3 separate regions of the Zea mays genome follow, and all the other regions are linked to region 3. A link is a contact called in public Hi-C data. All regions are on one chromosome and are shown on one strand. Each heading gives the region's core, a stretch centred on a gene start, on an enhancer-like site or on the middle of the called end of the contact. The rest is flanking DNA. Distances are from core to core; before and after follow the strand shown. Region 1 holds the start of LOC103650483 (paired amphipathic helix protein Sin3-like 4). Region 2 has its middle 60 kb from the start of LOC103650483. Region 3 holds the start of HMT-3 (Homocysteine S-methyltransferase 3).

The links. A called contact is a pair of places that touch in the nucleus more often than the background predicts.
Region 1: a contact with region 3 is called in a Hi-C map of leaf, with 6 times the contacts expected there. The contact joins the promoter of LOC103650483 here to the promoter of HMT-3 in region 3. A contact is called at or near these places in 14 of 25 Hi-C or Micro-C datasets (bundle sheath, ear, endosperm and 6 more) and 1 of 3 datasets of contacts at active chromatin or transcription factors (seedling).
Region 2: a contact with region 3 is called in a Hi-C map of ear, with 3 times the contacts expected there. The contact joins the enhancer-like site here to the promoter of HMT-3 in region 3. A contact is called at or near these places in 6 of 25 Hi-C or Micro-C datasets (bundle sheath, ear, endosperm and 2 more).

The regions. Positions count from the first base shown.
Region 1 is chr3:122,044,817-122,048,227 of Zm-B73-REFERENCE-NAM-5.0, reverse strand. LOC103650483 (paired amphipathic helix protein Sin3-like 4) reads right to left here and starts at 1,933. Exons shown (of 12, transcript XR_004857182.1): 1 at 1,171-1,933; 2 at 993-1,091; 3 at 723-884; 4 at 17-385.
Region 2 is chr3:122,104,761-122,108,329 of Zm-B73-REFERENCE-NAM-5.0, reverse strand. No RefSeq gene overlaps it. Among protein-coding and RNA genes, the nearest start is that of LOC103650483, 60 kb to the right of the region's middle. Within about 2 kb of position 1,284, at least 10 of the 20 cell types and tissues checked have an H3K27ac peak or open chromatin away from gene starts, as enhancers often do. A contact at or near this core is called in ear, leaf and tassel, where this site is marked.
Region 3 is chr3:122,380,139-122,383,667 of Zm-B73-REFERENCE-NAM-5.0, reverse strand. It overlaps HMT-3 (Homocysteine S-methyltransferase 3), which reads right to left and starts at 2,053. Exons shown (of 7, transcript NM_001111543.2): 1 at 1,744-2,053; 2 at 630-686; 3 at 341-546; 4 at 131-260; 5 at 1-40. The coding sequence starts at 1,923.

The sequences.
Region 1 (3,411 bases), core at 684-3,183, 340 kb after region 3:
TAATTTGTTGATTCACCTGAACTGTCTGAGCTCTCATGGCAGAATGCATTATAGCATTCTTGTCATCATTCCTAACTTTAGACTCTTTCTCAGGATCGCTGTCCCCCTCGTTACAATTGAATGAGGACATGGTAGCAACCCCTGGTGTATCATCACCGGTACCCTCCACCTTTCTTTGAGATTTGGGACCAGATTGTTCTGCATCCAAATCTTCGTTTTCATATTTGTCATTCTTCCTATTCCTTTTATAATATCTTCTATGTTGACCGTGGCAGGCATTACGGACTTTGTCCTTCCCAATACACCCCTTTTGAATATCATGCTCAAGATCAAGGCGATCAACACTGGAGTCCGAATCAGCAGCTGATGGAAGAGCTCTCTCCCTCTGGAGATATAGAGAAGATAAGAACATAGCATCTTGAAGTTTAAAGGTAAATGCAGGAACAAATCACTCTGTTCACAAAAGTAACAAATATTTGATTTGAATAAGTCAAAGTATGTAACATTTGAACAACAATTTGCCAACCTATTTACCAGTTCAGTGTACAAAAAAAAGTGCCATCAATAGATTCACATACAAAGGAAATTTAAGATTATCTTAGTGTTATCGCAATTGTGGAGACTGTCCTAAAAAGGATATGGCCTACATTGTTGGAGGAGAGTAAAAATATAGCAATTGAAGAAGCAACTAGAATTGAAAATTCTATAATTTGTTGATTCACCTGAACTGTCTGAGCTCTCATGGCAGAATGCGTTATAGCATTCTTGTCATCATTCCTAACTTTAGAGGTAGTGCCTGCCTCCGGAGGAGGTATGGGCGTATCAGGCAAGAAATGAGTGAACTCCTCGAGTAAATCTGGATGGCCGTGGAACAGCAAGGTGACCTGCAGGTAGGAGACAAAAGGTCATTCAAAGCAAAGCAGAAGAGAATTACGCACTGGCAATGTCATAGCACAAAAAGGACGTGTGGAGAGAAAGCATGATATTGGTACCTCGTCGTAAACATCTTGAATGGGCTTGTTATCCATGCGGTACATACTGAGGATTCCCAGGAATGACTTGTAGACATGTTCCTCCTGCTGGAATCGTATCTGAGAGAGAGAGGGATAGGTAAGGTAATGAGAAGGATGCATGATTGAGGCAATAGGGAGGGAGGGAGAGACAGCAGACCTTAATCCTGTTGACAAGGTTGATGGCCCTGGGATAATCGACGGGCTCCTTGTCCTCGCTGAGGTCCTGAGGCCTGATGGCATGCCCCTTGGGCAGGAAGGCGTTGATGCCGAGGACTAGGTCCGGGTAGCCGTGGAAGAGGGTCTTGACACGGGCGATCAGGCCGGCGCTGTCGAGCCTGTTGCTCTTAAAATCACGCATGACCTGGAGGAACTGTTCGTACGTGTGCCGCTTTTCCTGGAAGTTGTCCTTGACGGCCTTGATGTAGGCGAGGGCGTCTCTGGCGGTGAGGCTCCCGCTCCCACTCCCGTTCCCGTTCCCTTGCGCCGGGGAAGGGGGTGGCGGCGGCGGGGAACGAGCCATGTGGAAGGAATCTGAGGGCAGCCGCCCACCCAAGGAAGGAATCGAAGAATGGAGAATTGGTTCGGATCGGATCGGATCGCCTAATCCTTGATCGCCTTCGTCCACCGGCGCCGGCGGCGCCGGCGTCTCGCAAGTCGCAGCCGACGAAGCGACGCCCAAACGTGGGGAGATAGAAGGATCTATCTAACAAATGAGAGAGCCGATTCCAGACGAAGCGACGCTCACACCTCGAGTCTCTCAAACCTCACCACACCAGACGGAGATGGAGACGATGGATCACGTATTCACGAGCGCCCTAGCGACGGGAGAAGCAATGGAAACCGCGGCGGCAGCAAACACAAAAACCGCGTGGGAAGTGAACTCAGGCTGAGCAGCGTTTATTTATAATAACTAGCGGTGGCGCCGGGCTAGAAGAGTTTCAGTTGCTGGTCCTCATCTTCATCTAGATTTTCCACGGCTAAACGATCCAACGGACAGTGTATTTTGAGTGATGTGGATAGTCTGATTAATTAGTTAGGCTATCTTCAGCAGTTTACTAATCTTTATATATATATATTTAAACTTTATTATATAAATAGTGTAGTCTGTAATACAAAACCATATAACTGAACTATTGGATACGATCTTAGAGACAGATAATTTCAATAAAACTAGTAACCGACGTATATCCTAGGCGTGTTGAAAAAATTAAATGATCCAACGGACGTTGTGTTTCGAGTGACGTGGATAGTTTGATAGGTCAGTTAAAGGCAATTCTTTAATATCGGACGACCAGATTTTCAACAGTTAAAAGATCCGACAGACATTATTATCTTTTGACTGACGTGGATAGTTTGATATGTCAAGCATGCTTTAATATATAAAGATATCGGTATTAGAACTAGATCTAGGCCTTTCTTGCTCATCAAATACTCCATCCGTCCACATGATTTAGTCATTTTGGGTTTGTTCTATGTCAATCATTGTCAATTTCCATTGGTTATACTGGATGTTTTATAAGATTTTACAAAATAAAAAAAAGTTATTAGATTTATCGTGACTTAAACTACCATACTATGTAATTCTTTTAGTTTAAAATAATTTAATCTTATATATATTATTGATCATAGCTAAAATAGTTTGACTTAGGACAAACCTAAAACGACTAAATCATGTGTCCTAACCACTAGATATTAAACCATAAAATAATACCCTTGGTGGGGATCATGGGTGTGGTGTTCACTACCATCTCGTTCATCAGTGAAGTTTTGTGCTAGTATAGCAACGGTCGGGGAAGCGACGTTGGTGACGGTGAAGATCGGTGGTGGTTTCCCATCATTGGCTGCGCACCCTCGTGGATTAGTGTTAAGGTTTTGTCGGTGGAGAGTACGGCTCAGACGAACAACATGCATTTAGTCGCCGGCCTCCTTCCTTATAGTTGAATGTGATGGGAGCCACCAACCATGTAGTGTTGGACGCCCTCGATTAGGGTGCAGATCAAAGGCCCAAGATGACAATTGGGCTATCTTGGTGGAGAACAGTCCAACATCCCCCTAATCTCATCTTTACTTTAAACTTTAACTTTAACATTTTTCACTTGACTAGTTCCATCACAGATAAGTGCATAGAGCATGTTTCATCATCATGGTCAATCATTGATTGATTTAACAACTACAATACATGTCTCTGGTTCGAAACAGTTACTTTAACTTTGGGCCCTTTTATTGTCTAGGAATCATAGGCTTTCCCTTAAACACATGCCGACTACTTGTTCTCTGAACATGTTGGGTGGTAAGCATTTTGTAAGCGGGTCCACAAGCATCTTTTCAGTTTTTATATGCTCAAGACTTATAATTTGATACCGGACCTTATCTTTCACAACATAGTACTTTATGTCAA
Region 2 (3,569 bases), core at 35-2,534, 270 kb after region 3:
ATTTCCCAAAACCAGATAAAGCAATAGCAAATCTACCCAATAGTTCATTTGTTTGCAAGGTGTGGGATAACAATGCTAGGGAAACCTATTAGGTCCCATCAAATTAATTCGAGTATGTCATAGTGTCACTATTAACAGGAACATTATTAGGTAAAGAAAAGTGATCAAGGACACAACTTGCCTTAGACTCGAGATTCCTAGGTATCAACTTGGTCTTGGGATTCTCGTGACCTCACCGCTATTCGTAGCAATACATACAAATAGACAAGGATCACATAAAAATAACAGTACATCAAACATGAGAACAAACAGCGTAAAAAATATTCTACGCGATGCTACGAGAGCGTAGGTTCGAGAACCATTAAAATCGGAGCTAAAACAAAGAATTTATGGATAAAACAATATTTTAGATGCAATAAGCTAATAGATGAGATCTAACAGATATTGCATTTAAACTAAGCTGGTATTAAATTAAAATATTTGAGTTGGTATTAATCATTAACAATTATTTATAAGATGCGTAGATTAGAACTATAAATTAGATTAACTAGATTATCTAGCTAATTAACATTAATTAAATAAGTAATTAATCAATTAATTAAAACATGTGGCATAATTAAAACAAAGTTATTACTACGTACGCAAAATTAATATGAACCTAACATAACTTGAACAGATTAAAATAAATTATTTGACTTAGAAGATATCACATTTATAATAAATTAGTTGAGATGTCAAGAAATAAATAACATGACACGATCTGATTGGTTAGATCGAGGTCACGTAAAGAATTACATGATAAATAGACGTAATATATGGGATCTTGGTGTGGCCATATTCTACCTTTTTCGTATGTGATCTGTTGACGCAGGCATCCCTCCTCGCCTACAGTAGCTCTACTTGGGCGCGCAGCGAGAAGTGCCCATGGCAGTGTCCATCATCCTCCGCGGCTTCTCTCTCTCTTCTCTAGGCTCACAGCGTTTGACGTCGATCTCTTGACCGTGGCGGCCCCGCTCTTAGCTACGCTCGTTCTACTACTTCGATGCCCCACGACGCTGGCACAGATGGCTGAACAGAGGGTAGCGGCGAACATATATAGTGCCAAGACCATCAAGGGCGAGGAAAATCTGATCGGACCGCAATGGATTCGGCCGACGGCGGTTATGAAAACGAGTCTGTTGACAAACTCGAGCGATCATCCGGGAAAGAAGATAGCCAATCCGGCCCACTACACAGCGAGCCAGCGTCCAGCGACATAGAAAAAAAAATTGGATGATTACATTAGGTGACCCAAATTGAGGCTAGAAATAGAAAAAAATAAAAAGGAACGTGGGCTACCTTTGGGGTTGGATGGGCTGGTCCGGTAAGCTTCGGTCACTTTTTTTTATTCTTTTACTTATTTATGTTTTCCTTTGTTCAAGTTTGAATCCCAAATTCAGTTTCGAACTTCAAACTCAGGCTGAATGCGCAAACAAAAATCTCAGAATGCGATGCAGGGTTTATTTTTATTTTTGTTTATTTATTATCTTATCTATTTGAATAATTGCTTCAAATATATAATGCGCGCACACACAAAAACAATCTATTTAAGAAAACACTCTTTTGAATGCATAGTCTAATTAAAGGCACACTCAAAATTCAATGTCTTATTACCTACTTATTTTAAGAGAACATAATCTCCATAAAGAATATTTTAGTTTTAAAGCTTTAGAAAATATTTCAAAGTATAATTTATATGAGAATCTTTCTAATTCGCTTACAAGAAAAATATATTTACCAAAGATTTTGAAAGAGTTTTACCAAAATCCCAAATTTGGGGTCCAAAACCCGGGCGCGAACTTCACTAAGTGTGCTGGGATCAAGTCTCACACATATGATAACACATGGTACATAAACGAATGTCACATCTTTAATATATAAAGAAGTTGTGTACAAAATAGTTAAATAATTACATCATACGAAGACAACAATCCAGCAACCATAGTTGACTGGGAGACGACGACCTAGACCACTCACGAACTCATCACAGCATCATTCATGCGTCTCATCCTGTGGTCCCTGTTCTTGACCTAGGAGGATATGAGTACAACAAGGGTGAGCTCACATGCGTTCATGGCTCAACAAGTTGTGGAAAATAATGTGCATGAACTTACCAAAGGTGGGAGCTCATGTGAAGTGTAAGGCTTACCAAAGAAGATGGTTAAAGCTGAGTGTTGCTTTTAAAGTTGGTCAAAATTTTATTAGCAGTTACTAAGTATAAGTAGATACCAACCCAATTAAATAAGAGATCAAAATTAATAATAACACCCACAATGCAATGCATATGACAAATTAAGTTTAGTTCCATAAATTACTCATGTGAGGGTCCGAGCTGCTCATGACCGTGAGCACGGCCGATATACCAGTTTTACACTCTGCAGAGATCACGCATCTTTACCCACAAGCCGTGTTACTCATTTGCCAAGGGATTGCGACTTCCCATTCATCTCTGCTGAGGAGAAGAGGCAGGGTACCAATACGAGGCATTTATAAAGTTCTACTAGCTTTCAAAAACTTGCTACGATTTTTGAGAAGGGAAATATAGGAATCCCTCGTCCGAAAAGTCATCGCAGCGTGATCGACCCGAGAAACTCCCTATACGCAGCTCCTCTACCACCATTGCCCCTTTTAGGTAAGGTAGTCTTCCACTAGCTTTCCTAATTAGTCAGCTAATGGCGTCTCATACCACCCTTGTGGTAGCACTGTTTTCCCGGGTGGTTCTCCATGTTCCAATTAACATGATGATCTTATCATGAACAATAATTAAAATAACATAATTGGAACATGATCATAATAAAACGTTAATTTCTCAAAACAAGGTAGAGCAATAGCAAATCTACCCAAAAGTTCATCTGTTTGCAAGGTGGAGGATAACAATGCTAGGGAAACCTATTAGGTCCCATCAAATTAACATGAGCATGTCACAGTGATTAAAAGGAACATTATTAGGTAAAGAAAAGTGATCAAGGGCACAACTTGCCTTAGACTCGAGATTCCCAGACATCAACTTGGTCTTCGGATTCTTGTGACCTCACCGCTATTCGTAGCAATACATACAAATAGACAAGGATCACATAAAATAACAGTACATCAAACATGAGAACAAACAACGTAAAAAATATTCTACGCGATGGTACGAGAGCGTAGGTTCGAGAACCATTAAAATCGGAGCTAAAACAAAGAATTTATGGATAAAACGATATTTTAGGCGCAATAAATCTAATAAATGGGATCTAATAGATATTGCATTTAAACTAAGCTGGTATTAAATTAAAATATTTGAGTTGGTATTAATCATTAACAATTATTTATAAGATGCGTAGGTTAGAACTATAAATTAGATTAACTAGATTATCTAGTTAATTAACATTAAATAAATAAGTAATTAATTAATTAAAACATGTGGCATAATTAAAACAAAGTTATTACTACGTACGCAAAATTAATATAATCCTAACACAATTTGAACAGATTAAAACAAATTATTTGACCTAAAAAACATCATATTTTTAATAAATTAGTTGGGTTGC
Region 3 (3,529 bases), core at 804-3,303:
GGATATTGATGTTACATTCCTCAAGGAGTTCAACATATGCCTAAACGACAAAGTAGCCAGCCATCAGAGACTATTTCATAAGAATGGGTAGATATGCAAGGCAAAAGATCCAGGTCACAAAGTAGCAGACCTGAGCTTCCAATTTGTTGGGGATCGTTTCAAAAGCAATCAAATCCGGGCCTGCTTCAGCAAGAACCTGAAGCCTCCGCCGATGAAAGTCCTTCAGGAACTCTTTCGTACCAGCTTCACCATAATCCCCACTATTTACAGCGAAACGGAAGTGAATATCTGGCATGAGTACGTGAAGACATGATCTGTGTCGTTAAGTAGTTGTAAATACCTGTACTCAGAGCCATCAGCAAGATAAGCCCCATAACTCCCTAGAGCTGCTGCAACCAGAATAGGATGCTGTATAGGAGTGGATTTCTCCAAATGTTCCTTCAAGAACATCTCACGGGCTTCCAGTGCAATCTGAACACTCTTTGTTAACAAGTTTTCACTTTGTTCTTTTGAAAAGCCCTTTGATTCAAACCCTTGGATAGTGGCCTGCGGTCCCAAGACGACTGTCAGTATCACTGACAAATGAACATCACATGAAGCTGAAAAGTTGGGTGTTTACAGCACCGAACCTGATACGATGCTGTGATTATAATGTTCGCCCCAGCTTCTAGGTAGTCCATATGGACCTGGTTCACCAAATACATAAAGGGTTATTAATGTGTCATGGTAGTCTGAAAATGACTGTTTGCCCAATGAAACAAGAATGGTTTATTTAAATGAAAATACAAAAGTACATAATTCGTTGGTTAGGTAAAGAACAAATAAGGGATTTGAACAGACATCACGACTGCGAAATTGCTATTCAGTTCTGTTAAGATAATAGCATCCGGGTTATTCACTGTTAATTAGAGTAGAAGTTCACATATACTAGCCCAGAACTACCTTCGGAAATAAATCACATAAACACCTTTCCCCGGACGTACATGTCTAGCCTCCACAATGAATTGGGTGGGTCAAACATGAGTTCTGATTTATGAAGTCGACAGTGAAGGACTCAGCTGGGGACAAGTCTGGATAAGAACAAGAATGTTCTGATCCAGGGCAAGCTCAAAATCATCAGACAGAATAAAGTTATATTCCTGAACCAGTCACCAAATTCAGTCGCTAGCATAAGCTTCGTCCCTTGACGCACGAGCCAATTCGACAGCAAGCATGGGCTCTATTCATTCCAATCTCCGCAACATACCCATACGCATAGGAGGACATGCCACTGTCCTGTGCACGATGCGGTAGTAGCTGTGGGGACGTTCTCAAATACATTCTTTTGCTGCGACGCTATTTCCTTCCAAGACCCTCGGACCATGAAAACAAAAAGAAAGCATCCCCACTACATTACCTTGCAATAAATTAGTAGACCGTATTAACAAGTAGTGACCCGTCGATCCCACCCACGCCAGGCCAAAATCTCGGCTCGTCACTAGTTAAGTGTTCCGAATATAGAAGGAACAAAAAGAGGGGGCAAATAAAAAAAAGGCAGGCAGCACGGCCGCATCGCCGCGTGCTTGGGTCCTCCCTGGCTCGAAGTCGAAGAACAGAGGGCGGAGATCCAATCAAACAGATCGCCAGAAAGCACCCAACAACTTTCCATTAGGGGATAGCACGGGACGGCGGCCGAATGGGGCGGCCTCGTACGAAGAGTGAGGGTAGCCTTAAGGAGGGTCGCGGGCGGGCGGGCGGGCTTGCCTTGCGGATGAGGTGCGGGGAGGAGAGGAGGCACTTGGCGCTCCAGAGCGGGTCGTTGAGGTCGGCGCCGTTGGCCTCGAGCTCCGTGGCCAGCCCGCCGTCCAGGACCAGGCGCCCGCCGGCGGCGTCCACCCACCGCCGCACCGCCCTCTCCGCGCCGCCTTCCGCCGTCCCCACCATCTCCTGCTGCCACCGACGTGCACTCGTGCTAGGATAGGGTTCAGTTTGGAGGAGCGCTGCCCGCTTGGAGAGGAGACCAGACCAGGGTGAGGGTGGCTGCCTGGCTGGCGAGTCTACTCTATTTTTTTTTTTGTTTTAGCTTTTTTCTGTTCATAATCGTTCATTCTAAACAGCTTAATAATGTTAACAGCGAACTATTAGGTAGAGATTCTAAACAGGGTACTGTTTATTTCATTTTAAGATTATATAATCTAGCTTATAGATATCATAATTTAGATATATATATATATTATATATAATTCCATCTAATAAGTAATAATAATATATATTGTTTATTTGTCTCTTAACTTATTTAAACTTGAGGGTAAACAAATATGGTCTAAATCTGAAGCTAATAGAAATGACTAATATATACAAGACTGCGAGATTATTCGAGTCTATATCTATATGTACAGTATGTATGAGTGAGTCAAAAATAACGTGCTTTACGGATGGCCGCTCTCCTGAAAATGCCCACATTTTTCATGCCACCATGGTCTTTCGTGTTCAGTTCCGCCAATATATCATATTATTACCGCTAAAGAAATTTCGGTTCTCAACTCGGTCACGGTCACAGCGACGATATTTCAAATTAAATTATATTCTTATGGGAACGTATTACTACTACTAGTATGAATTTTAAAGATGTCACCCTCGGTCAGCCTGTACCAAACCTTGCGTGACCGCGACTCTCCCCGTGAGCGCGTCGTCAGCAGATAACAAACGACAGCCAAGGCGGCAACCAGAGCATGCATGATACGTGCGCGGCAGCGGCGGTGCGTGCGTGCGGGTTCAGTGCACCTACCCACAAAATTGGCAGCGGTAATGCACCTACCCGCATTCGTAGGTGAAATTTCTGCCGTCGCCAACCTGTAGCGCTGTCCGCCTGTCCCTTCCCTTGTGTCATCTCAAATTACAGATCTCTCTCGCTGCCAACTACTCAGATTTTTTACCCTCCTCTCGGTGCTGTTACTGTCATCTAGACACATCTTATTCCTGCTGTCGATATAGATAATATGTTCCTTTCAATGCCACTAGAAATAGACCGCGCCCTATTAGGCGCTATACCAGCCAATTATAAATAGACTACTAATATCAAGCAGTATTAGTGGTCTTTAACATGTTCAGGTCTTGCACAGCAAGGCAACAGGTTTAAATCCCCACAGAAATCATACTATTATGCTCTTGAGAGTTTCTACTTCCCACAATTAGGGCTACCAGACACTCATCTAAAAATTGCTATTTAATTCATAGGATAATGAATTTTCTAGTTACCTCGCCTAATAATACTCACAAGTCATTGGTTATGCATATCAAAAACAATATTTAATGGTCTGTTGATGAATCCTATCTTTTAAATTTTCTCGGATGTTGGAAGATATTGATATACTTTGGACTACAGGTGGCAACAACTATTTCCGAAGCTACACACTTTTTCCATACTTGATCCGCCCAGCCATTAGAGCCATCTCGTTTCCATTCACCAAACATAGTTGGATCACCAACAACATTGACAGTTATCCATATACCATGAACAAGTACAGGGGTCGTGCCAACCATTTCACTA